Linked DNA regions of Sus scrofa: region 2 is linked to region 1. The links are chromatin contacts, called in public promoter capture Hi-C maps. All regions are on one chromosome and are shown on one strand. Each heading gives the region's core, a stretch centred on a gene start, on an enhancer-like site or on the middle of the called end of the contact. The rest is flanking DNA. Distances are from core to core; before and after follow the strand shown.

Evidence for each region. Promoter capture Hi-C pulls out the DNA fragments that hold promoters and counts their contacts.
Region 2: a promoter capture Hi-C map of fetal liver shows a contact between it and region 1, with 2.1 times the contacts expected there. The contact joins the enhancer-like site here to the promoter of TCFL5 in region 1. A contact is called at or near these places in 1 of 5 promoter capture datasets (fetal liver), 12 of 47 Hi-C or Micro-C datasets (embryonic fibroblasts, epiblast stem cells, fetal heart ventricle and 6 more) and 2 of 2 datasets of contacts at active chromatin or transcription factors (alveolar macrophages and skeletal muscle).

Annotation. Positions count from the first base shown.
Region 1 is chr17:62,113,300-62,117,295 of Sscrofa11.1, forward strand. TCFL5 (transcription factor-like 5 protein) reads right to left here and starts at 2,370. Exons shown (of 7, transcript XR_002340122.1): 1 at 1,648-2,370; 2 at 604-790; 3 at 152-314.
Region 2 is chr17:62,246,165-62,250,160 of Sscrofa11.1, forward strand. No RefSeq gene overlaps it. Among named protein-coding and RNA genes, the nearest start is that of BHLHE23, 20 kb to the left of the region's middle. Within about 2 kb of position 1,632, at least 44 of the 83 cell types and tissues checked have an H3K27ac peak or open chromatin away from gene starts, as enhancers often do. A contact at or near this core is called in alveolar macrophages, embryonic fibroblasts, fetal liver and 3 more, where this site is marked.

The DNA of each region.
Region 1 (3,996 bases), core at 1,120-3,619:
GATATGAACAGACCCCCAAGATCACGTCCTCTGTTTAGAAAGCACCGGTTCTCCGACACCCCCCCCCGCCCCGCCCCACGGCCAAAAGGACATGGAGGGCAAAGGTCAGGCAGGAGCAGAAAGCACCTGCTACTTCCGTTCTGCCACTTACCTCCTACTTTAATCCAAACCTGCTCAGGCAAAGCTTTGTTTCTACTCCCCAGAGTCTGTTTAGTGGATTCAATTTCTTGCTGATAGCAGAAGGAAAACGCTCGAGGCAATCCAATATCCTGATGCTTGGCAGCTTCAAGTACAGAACATGAGTTACTAGAGCTCTGAAAAAACATGAAGCAACAGGAGCGCTATCGACATGCGACAACACAATCTCCTGACTGAACAAAGAAAACCCACTTTAATAGAAGAAACAGCCAAGCGATCGCCGTAACTTTGAAGAACTTTTGGGACGCTGAGGAGTTTTAAACATCCCCAAACCACATACATCCTCTCAATTTTAAAAAGTTATTAAGCTCAATGAGAAAAAAAAAAAAAGCCTCGAGACCTAACGAAAACCAAATTTATCCATTTACCGCAAAAGAGCAAAGCCTTGAAAGTCATTTTCCCTACCTGTGTTTGTGAGAGACTCGAAGTCCCAGCAGCAGAGCACGCATTTGCAGTGAACAGAGGGCATGTAAACTGCAAAGCAGTAGCGGCCGCAGCGGTCTTGTTTTTCACCAGTGTTGTGCATTTGTTTTGTTGCTGATGAAGAGGAACGTTCATTAATTCGGACGGATGTCGAATAAGAGTCACCAAACTGCCAAAAGACACAAAAGCCCCAGAAGTAGGCTAAGTTCCCTGAAACACTGCCATCCCCACCACGCTCTAACGGCTAACAGTCCAGGTTCCAGGCAGGAAATCTGTGACAGTGCACGCCCCGGCGTCATCGTGGAAGTCGCTAGACACCTATCAACGGCGGTGCAGGGGACAAGTTCCAACTTCCTTCTCGCTCACACCGGAGGGCGGGGCTGTGTGTCATCTTTTAGTTACACCTCCCCTCCCATCACGCCTCTGACACCCATCTCTGGCTTTCTGGCCCTCCTCCAAAATCTGATGACGGCGGGCAAAATGGGAAAAAGCCGGGGTGTGGGCCAGAGGGAAAGCTGGGGAGACACCCCAGCGGGTGTCTGCGAGGAAGGAGGGCTGCCTGCTGGAGATCTGTCCTTCCGTCAGGCTGCATGTGTGTGCACAAGACAAGGTCAGCACAACCTGAGCCCCCGGAGCGGGAAGCAAGGGCCTCTCCGGACATCTAGGTGGGTGGTCCGGGGCAAAACCTTTGGCGCTCGGAGCATCGCTACACTTGTCTCAACTCATCTCCCTTCCAGACGCAGCGTGCACCCGAGGCCAAGGCTTTGGGGGCTGTGTGCAGGCGCTGCGAGCTTAGTATGGGCTCGCAGCGCCTGCGAACAGCACACGACCTCGGACCCGCCGAGGTCGGCTCCCTGTTAAGATGCAAGCCAGGAGACTGGCGGTCTCCGCATGGGACCCGGGGGTCGACACCCGCACCGAAGCCGGTGCTTCTCTGCACGGGACCCTGGTCCACACCCTGACCGAGGCGGCCGCTTCTCCGCACAGGACCCTGGTCTACACCCAGACCCGGCGGGATGCACCCACTTGTTGAGCGCCACGCCGGGCTCGGGGGGCTCGGCGCCGCGCGGGGCGGGCGGGGGCTCGGCGGGGATGCTGTTGAAGCGGTCCTCCAGGCGGACGCGCACTGCCGACTTGGCCCGCGCCTCGGGCGCGCCCTCCGCGTTCTCCTTGCCGGCGCCGTCGGGCGCCTTGGGCCGGGGTGCGCCCGGGCCCGGGCCGTCGGCGCCCGGCGTCTTCTCGGCGGCGGGGGGCGCGCCCGCCTCGCTCAGCAGCATCATGCGCAGCTCCTGGAAGTCGATGTGGCCCAGGCACGGGTTGGCGCCCGCGAAGCCGCCGTCGGCCAGCGCGGGCGGGCACAGCACGGGGTACACGGGCGCCGCGCCCCCCGTCGCCGCCGCCGCCGCCGCCGCGCCCCCCGCCGCCGCGAAGCCCCCGGCCGCCGCGCCCGGCGCCGCCGCCGCCAGGAAGGCCGAGTTGAGGCGCGTCTCGAGCTCGCCGTCGGCCGCCGCCGCCTCCATGTGCGAGTAGAGGATGTGCTGCAGCTGCGTGTACTCGATCTCCGTCATCTCCACCAGGCTCAGGTCGGTGGTCGTGAAGCTCAGCCCCGCCTCGCCCAGCGCCGCGTCCGCGCCCTCGGGGCCCGCCGGCCCGCCCGCCTGCGGCGGCTCCCGCGGCCCGGGGCCCGACATGCCGGCGCCAACGGCGGGGGGGCGCGCGGGCGGGCCGGCGGGGCCAGGCCGGGCGGGGCGGGGCGGGGGCGCGGAAACCGCCGGCCGCAGCGCGCCTGCGCCGCCCGCCCGCAACGGCAGCCCCTCCCCGGCGCGGCCCCGCCCCGCGGCCCGGCCGCGCCAACCGCCCGCCCCGCCCCCGCCGCGCCGGCCCCACCCCGGCTGCGCGCGCAGGTCGGGGGCGGGCGGGCGGCCCGAGTGGCCGCGCGAGGGCGCCCAGACCCGAGCGCCGCGGCCTCAAGCCGTGCCCCGCACCGCCCGGTCGGGTATCCGCGGGTCCAGGGTGGCGGGGCCGGCCTTCCGGGGCCCGGCCGGGGAGCAGGGCCCAGGCAGCAGGTGCATCTCTGCGTTCACGGAGCCACGGGGTGCTGTGCAGCGCCCCCTTCTCAGAGTGGCGGGAGCAGTAGGTGAGACAGCTGCCCCGCTCCAGGTGTGACAGGGCGCTCTGTACCTGGTGCAGAGGCAATCAAGGGAATGCACGTGTCGCACGGGCTCATCCCCGCGCAGGGCAAGCCACGCGGGATCAATGCACTCCTCAAACTCTGGCCGGCGAATTGAGTTGGAAAGCACATGCCACGTGGGTCCATCCATTGCAAGTGCGCCATTCAGTGGTCGTGTATCACAGCGCATCACATCCCACCAAAAGTGAAGTCACAGTGTCTCAGAACACTTCACCCAAAGAAATCTCACGCCCATTCAAGCTCTCCCTATGAATGGCATCATACAATAGGTGGGTCTTTAAAAGAGTCACTCCTGCAGGCTCAGAATAATTACTGCACCCACCTCTCACCCACACCCACATCTCAACCAGAAGGGAATGATGGCTTACAGGACAGCTGATTAATCATTTAGAAAAGAGTTAGCACTTTTCCCACCCCTAAGATAAAAATTAGTTTCAGGTAATTGCAATACCTAAATTTGAAAAGCAAAATTGGAGTTCCATTGTGGCTCAGCGGTAACGAAGCAATTAGTATCCATGAGGAAGCAGGTTGGATCCCTGGCCCCACTCAGTGGGTTAAGGATCTGGCGTGGCTGTGTCTGTGGTGCAGGCCAGCAGCTGCAGCTCCCGTTCAACCCCTAGCCTGGGAACCTCCATGTGCTGCACCTGCAGCCCTAAAAAGACAAAAAAAAAAAAAAAAAACCCAAAAAAACCTATAAGGGAAAAGAACATAAATACACACGGCACTGAATCACTGTTCTAAACACCTGAGGCTGACACCTGTAAATCAACTATACTTCAAGTTAAAAAAATAAATAAAAAGCAAGTTAAACAACTGCTAAATATACAGAACGATATTGATAAACTCTTTGAGAAAATTCTAAGCACGACACCATCACAGACCATAATGTGTGCAAAACTGCCCTGGGAATCTTGTTTAAAAGTAGGTTCTAAATCAGCAGGCCTGGGGGCGCCCAGAATCCCGCCGTTTTAAGGAGCCACCAGTTGACCCTGTGCTGCCGATCAGCAGACCCCCCACGTAGAGCAGCAGAACCACGGAGGACAGCGAGATGCAGTGTTTATAAGGGAAAATAGGAGTTCCCATTGCGGCTCATTGGGTTCAGGACCCCGCGGTGTCTTCCTGAGGATGCGGGTGGGCTCCCTGGCCTCCCTCAGGGGGTTAAGGATCTGGCATTGCCACCAGCT
Region 2 (3,996 bases), core at 382-2,881, 130 kb after region 1:
GGCCTTGTTGGGAGGGAGGGGCGTCAGCAGGATCCCGGGGTGGCTCTGGGACTGGACGTGCTCCAGGTGGAGGGCTGGGATTTGCCCCTCCGTCTCGAGGAGCCAGGGCCAGCTGAGGCTGGGGGTGACCTCCATGAGTGTCCGGGCTGGTGGCTTCAGCAGCTGTGAGCCACAGTCACTCTCACGCCTGACGCTCACACTGCTGAGAGACACTGTGCCCAGCGTCCCTGCGGGGCCCTCCCCCTGCCCAGGGAGGCACCTGCCTTTCCTTCCGGGACAGAGCATGTGCCGTGCTGGCTGTGCTTCTCCTGGACCCTCCATGGCCCAGAGGCCTGTCCTCAGACCCCATGGTTTTGCAGGATCTGGAAGACCCACTTTCCGGGCCGACTGCACCTCCCCCCCTGCGGGTGGGAACAAGGATGCCCCCCCCCCAGTGGCCTGAGCACAGCTGGTCCGGTCCGAGGCCCAGGGCCCTACGGGTGCCATGCCAAGCCAGTCAGCCCTGGGTCCAGCGGCCGCACTCCTGTGCCACCTCCCGGCAAAAGGAAGGGGCTCTATTTTGTTTGGAAAAAGCTGATTATCATAGATAAATGTAGCTAATTAGTCTCATTTGCTGACACAAGCCTTTAATTGTGAGTTGAATAATTAGACATATCTGCATATGCAAATGAACACAGTGACCGTCTGTCAGTCTTCAGCGTGATTCCTCCAGAGACAAGTGATTCTATTCAGGGAGACGATGATATATTAATTTACACTGGCACACAGCTTCATTGAGAGCCAGCGACTCCCCTGTTTGTTTACATAAATCCACCTCGTGGGAGGAACCGCCTAGGGGCGCTGGCGCCTGGGGTCCCCGTGAGCCTCCCACCGGGCAGCACCCCCCATCCCTGATCGGGGGCTTCCTGGGCCCTCCTGGCTCCCAGCCCCGCTGCCCACCCCCTGCTATAGGTGACAGGGGTGCCCAAGGCCTGCCCCCTGGCCCAGGGTGTGCGGTGTGGCTCCCGGGGCTGTGAGCTGCATGCATGCTAATGGGGCTGCCTGCTCTGCGCCTAGGGTCCTGGCTCCAAACAGCCCTGCCGCCCACGGTCCCCGCCCCCACCCCGTCCAGCCTGGGCGGCTGCCTACCCCCTCCCCAGGGGTGCATGCCCAGCGGCCTCAGGAAGCTCTCGGCCCCGCCTCCGTGCCAGGCCTGCCCCCGCTCTGCTTTCGGCTGAGTCCACAGACTCTTCCGTGACCGGGCAGGGGAGCCCCGGTGACCGCCCCCAGGCGCCCTCCAACCCTCAGGAGGAGACGTGGCCTGCAGGCGTTGAGGGCCCTGGAGGAAGGAGCGGTCCCGCGGACGGAGCGCATCCCAAGAGAGCGAGATCCCGCCCTGGGCCCTGTCCGCTGCCCCCCTCCCGGGGCCTGGCCGGTCATGCAGGCTTCGCGGGAGAGGCAGAGCGTGAGGAATTTGGCTCCCGCGGAAGGAGGCCAGCGCATTCCTGGCTTTCCAGAAGGCCTCCGCCGCAGCCCCTCCACCCCCACCCTGCTGTTGCCATGGCAACCGGCTCGTGGCGCTGACTGGAGCCGACACGGTCCCAATTCGCCTGGGGTCCCCTCCCTCTCCCGCCCCCCGCCGGGAGCGTAGTGGGCCTGCGTGGCCAGCAGAGGGCAGCAGCGGGCCGGCCAGTCCGTAGGGCGGGGCGGGGCCGGGGGGCGGGGCGAGGGCGGGGCCGGGCCGGGGTGGGTTTCCGGCTGGAAGCTGTCCCTGCATTTCAGTGTCCCGAATCTTCTCCAAAGTCTAGAGGCCGGCGCCTGCGGGGAGCAGCAGGGGTGACCATCCGTCTCTACAGCCCGCGGCCCTCGGCGGACTGGGGGTTGGTCTTGGGGAAGCTGATGGGACGGGCCGCTCCCAGCCCAGCGCCTGGGGTGCTGCTTCGCCCAGAGCGCGGAGGGGACCCTCGCTGTCCCCCCACCCCCATCACGCCCGGGTTCCCTCACTCATTCAGTGAGGGGCAGGAACAAGGCGTCTTCTCTCCGTCTCGACGGGCAGCGGCGTCGGGCCCACCCGTCTGAGCTCGGGCCGGGGCCCTGCTGGCGGGTCAAGGGTCTCACGTTCTCCAGGTGGGGGCGCTTGGCCGAACTTCCTGCCTTTTCATTTTCCAAGTTTCCCTCCTCCCTTGCAGTTAGTCTGACATCTTCACCCCAGCGAGACAGAATATTCCTGTGAGCTTTCTAATGCAAGGAATTTATCTGGAGGAGAACGAAAGATGCCCGCAGGCGGGAAGGCGCCTCTCTCACAGGGAGCTGCTCTGGAGGCCCCCCGCCGCTCGCCCTGGGGAGGGAGGTTGAGCAAAATTTGCTAAGCTCTGTGAGCCCACAAGGCCCTGGGCTGGGGGACAATGGGTTAACTGCTTTCCCTGGGGGCCGTGGCTCGGAGGCCCCAGCCCGGCTGTGGGACCTGGGGGCCAGAGGATACAGTTTTGGAAAGAGGGGTCTCTGCCAGAGGGGAAAAGGGTCTGCGCCCCAAAGGGGGGCTGCCGGCCAGCCGCCACCTGCCCGAGGGCTGTGTATTCAAAAGCCACGCGTGCGCGTGTGTGGGAGGCTGTGTGCACATGCTCGCATGTACGGATGCACATGTGCACGTTAGTGTTTTGTGCTGTGTGTTTGTGGTCTCTCCGTGTGCACATGTCGGTGAGTGTACTCGTGTGTGCGTGTGTGCACATCGCCATGTGTGTGCACACGTGGGATGAGTGTATAGGAGTGTGGTGCTCGTGTGTGAGGGTGGCCCGGGCCTGGCACCACCTCCCTCGGAGCCCACAGCCACGTCCTCAGCGTGGGCCCAGCCCGGCTGGCCAACGGCGCCTCTGGGTTGTTTGATGGCAGATGGTGCCGGGACCCGGCTCCCTCTGCGTCAGAGCAGCAAGCGTGGTTTGGTCCCGGGCAGCGCTGGGCACCCACACGGGGGTCCGGTGTGCCGCGGGGGCTTCCGATCTTGAGAAGATTCTGCTTTGCGGTTGGGGGCTTCGGCTTCACGGCTTACACGCCAGGCGACTCTGCTTCTGAGACGGGAACATGCTGGCCAGCCCTGCAGAGTGGAGGGGACAGCGGGTGAGGGCAGGGCTGGAGGTCACTGTGGCCCCACTCTGGACAGGAAGCTTCTGGAAGCTGCTTTCAGGGGCGATGCCAGCCCAGCCCCAGCGCAGACCGCTCCCTTTGGGGACTGTTTACTTTCAGCTGCTGTGTTGGCTTAAATTCACAGCAGCTTCCTGCAGAAACGGACAGAAATCCTGGGCAGGCCCCCACTTTCCTGGTACAGAAACGTTCCTGCTGCATTTTCCGTGTGGATTTCCTGCTGCGGGGGGCGGGGGGAGGGAGGTCACACCACCCACAGGCTGTGTGTCTTGTCAGAACTGGCTCACGTATGCCCTCAGCTCCCATTTTGGTTTTGCTAACAGTGATTATGAGAAACTTTTTTTTGGGCCATGCCCACAGCATGCCAAAGTTCCCAAGTTAGGGATCAAAGCCGCGCCACAGCTGTAACCAGGGCCATGGCGGTGACAATGTCAGGTCCTTAACCCACTGCGCCACCAGGGAGCTCAGAGAAAAGATTTTTGAATACTTACTTTCGTGCTGTTTCCCCAAACATGGGGCGGCCTCACTGTGGAGCCTGAAGCATCTCCCCATCAGGGGCTGAACAGAACGCTTCTGGGTTTTGACAGACTTGTTTTTTAAAAACGGCCCCCAGAGCCTGTTCTCTGTGTCAGGTGTTTGTGGTGACTCCTCGGTGAAACTGGACCACATATCTGATGGACGGTCGCAAGGAGAGGCACCAGCCACTGAGGAGAATCACAACAGTTCTTTCGCAAGAATGTTTCAGGGGCATGCGGTGTGGCCAGTTCAGTGGAAAATCAACCGTGAGCCAGACCTCGTGCCCGAATCAGCCCGCACACATCAGGGAGCTGCAGCAGGAGGAGCAGCGGGTCCTCACAGCTCCGGGCTCGGCGGGACCAC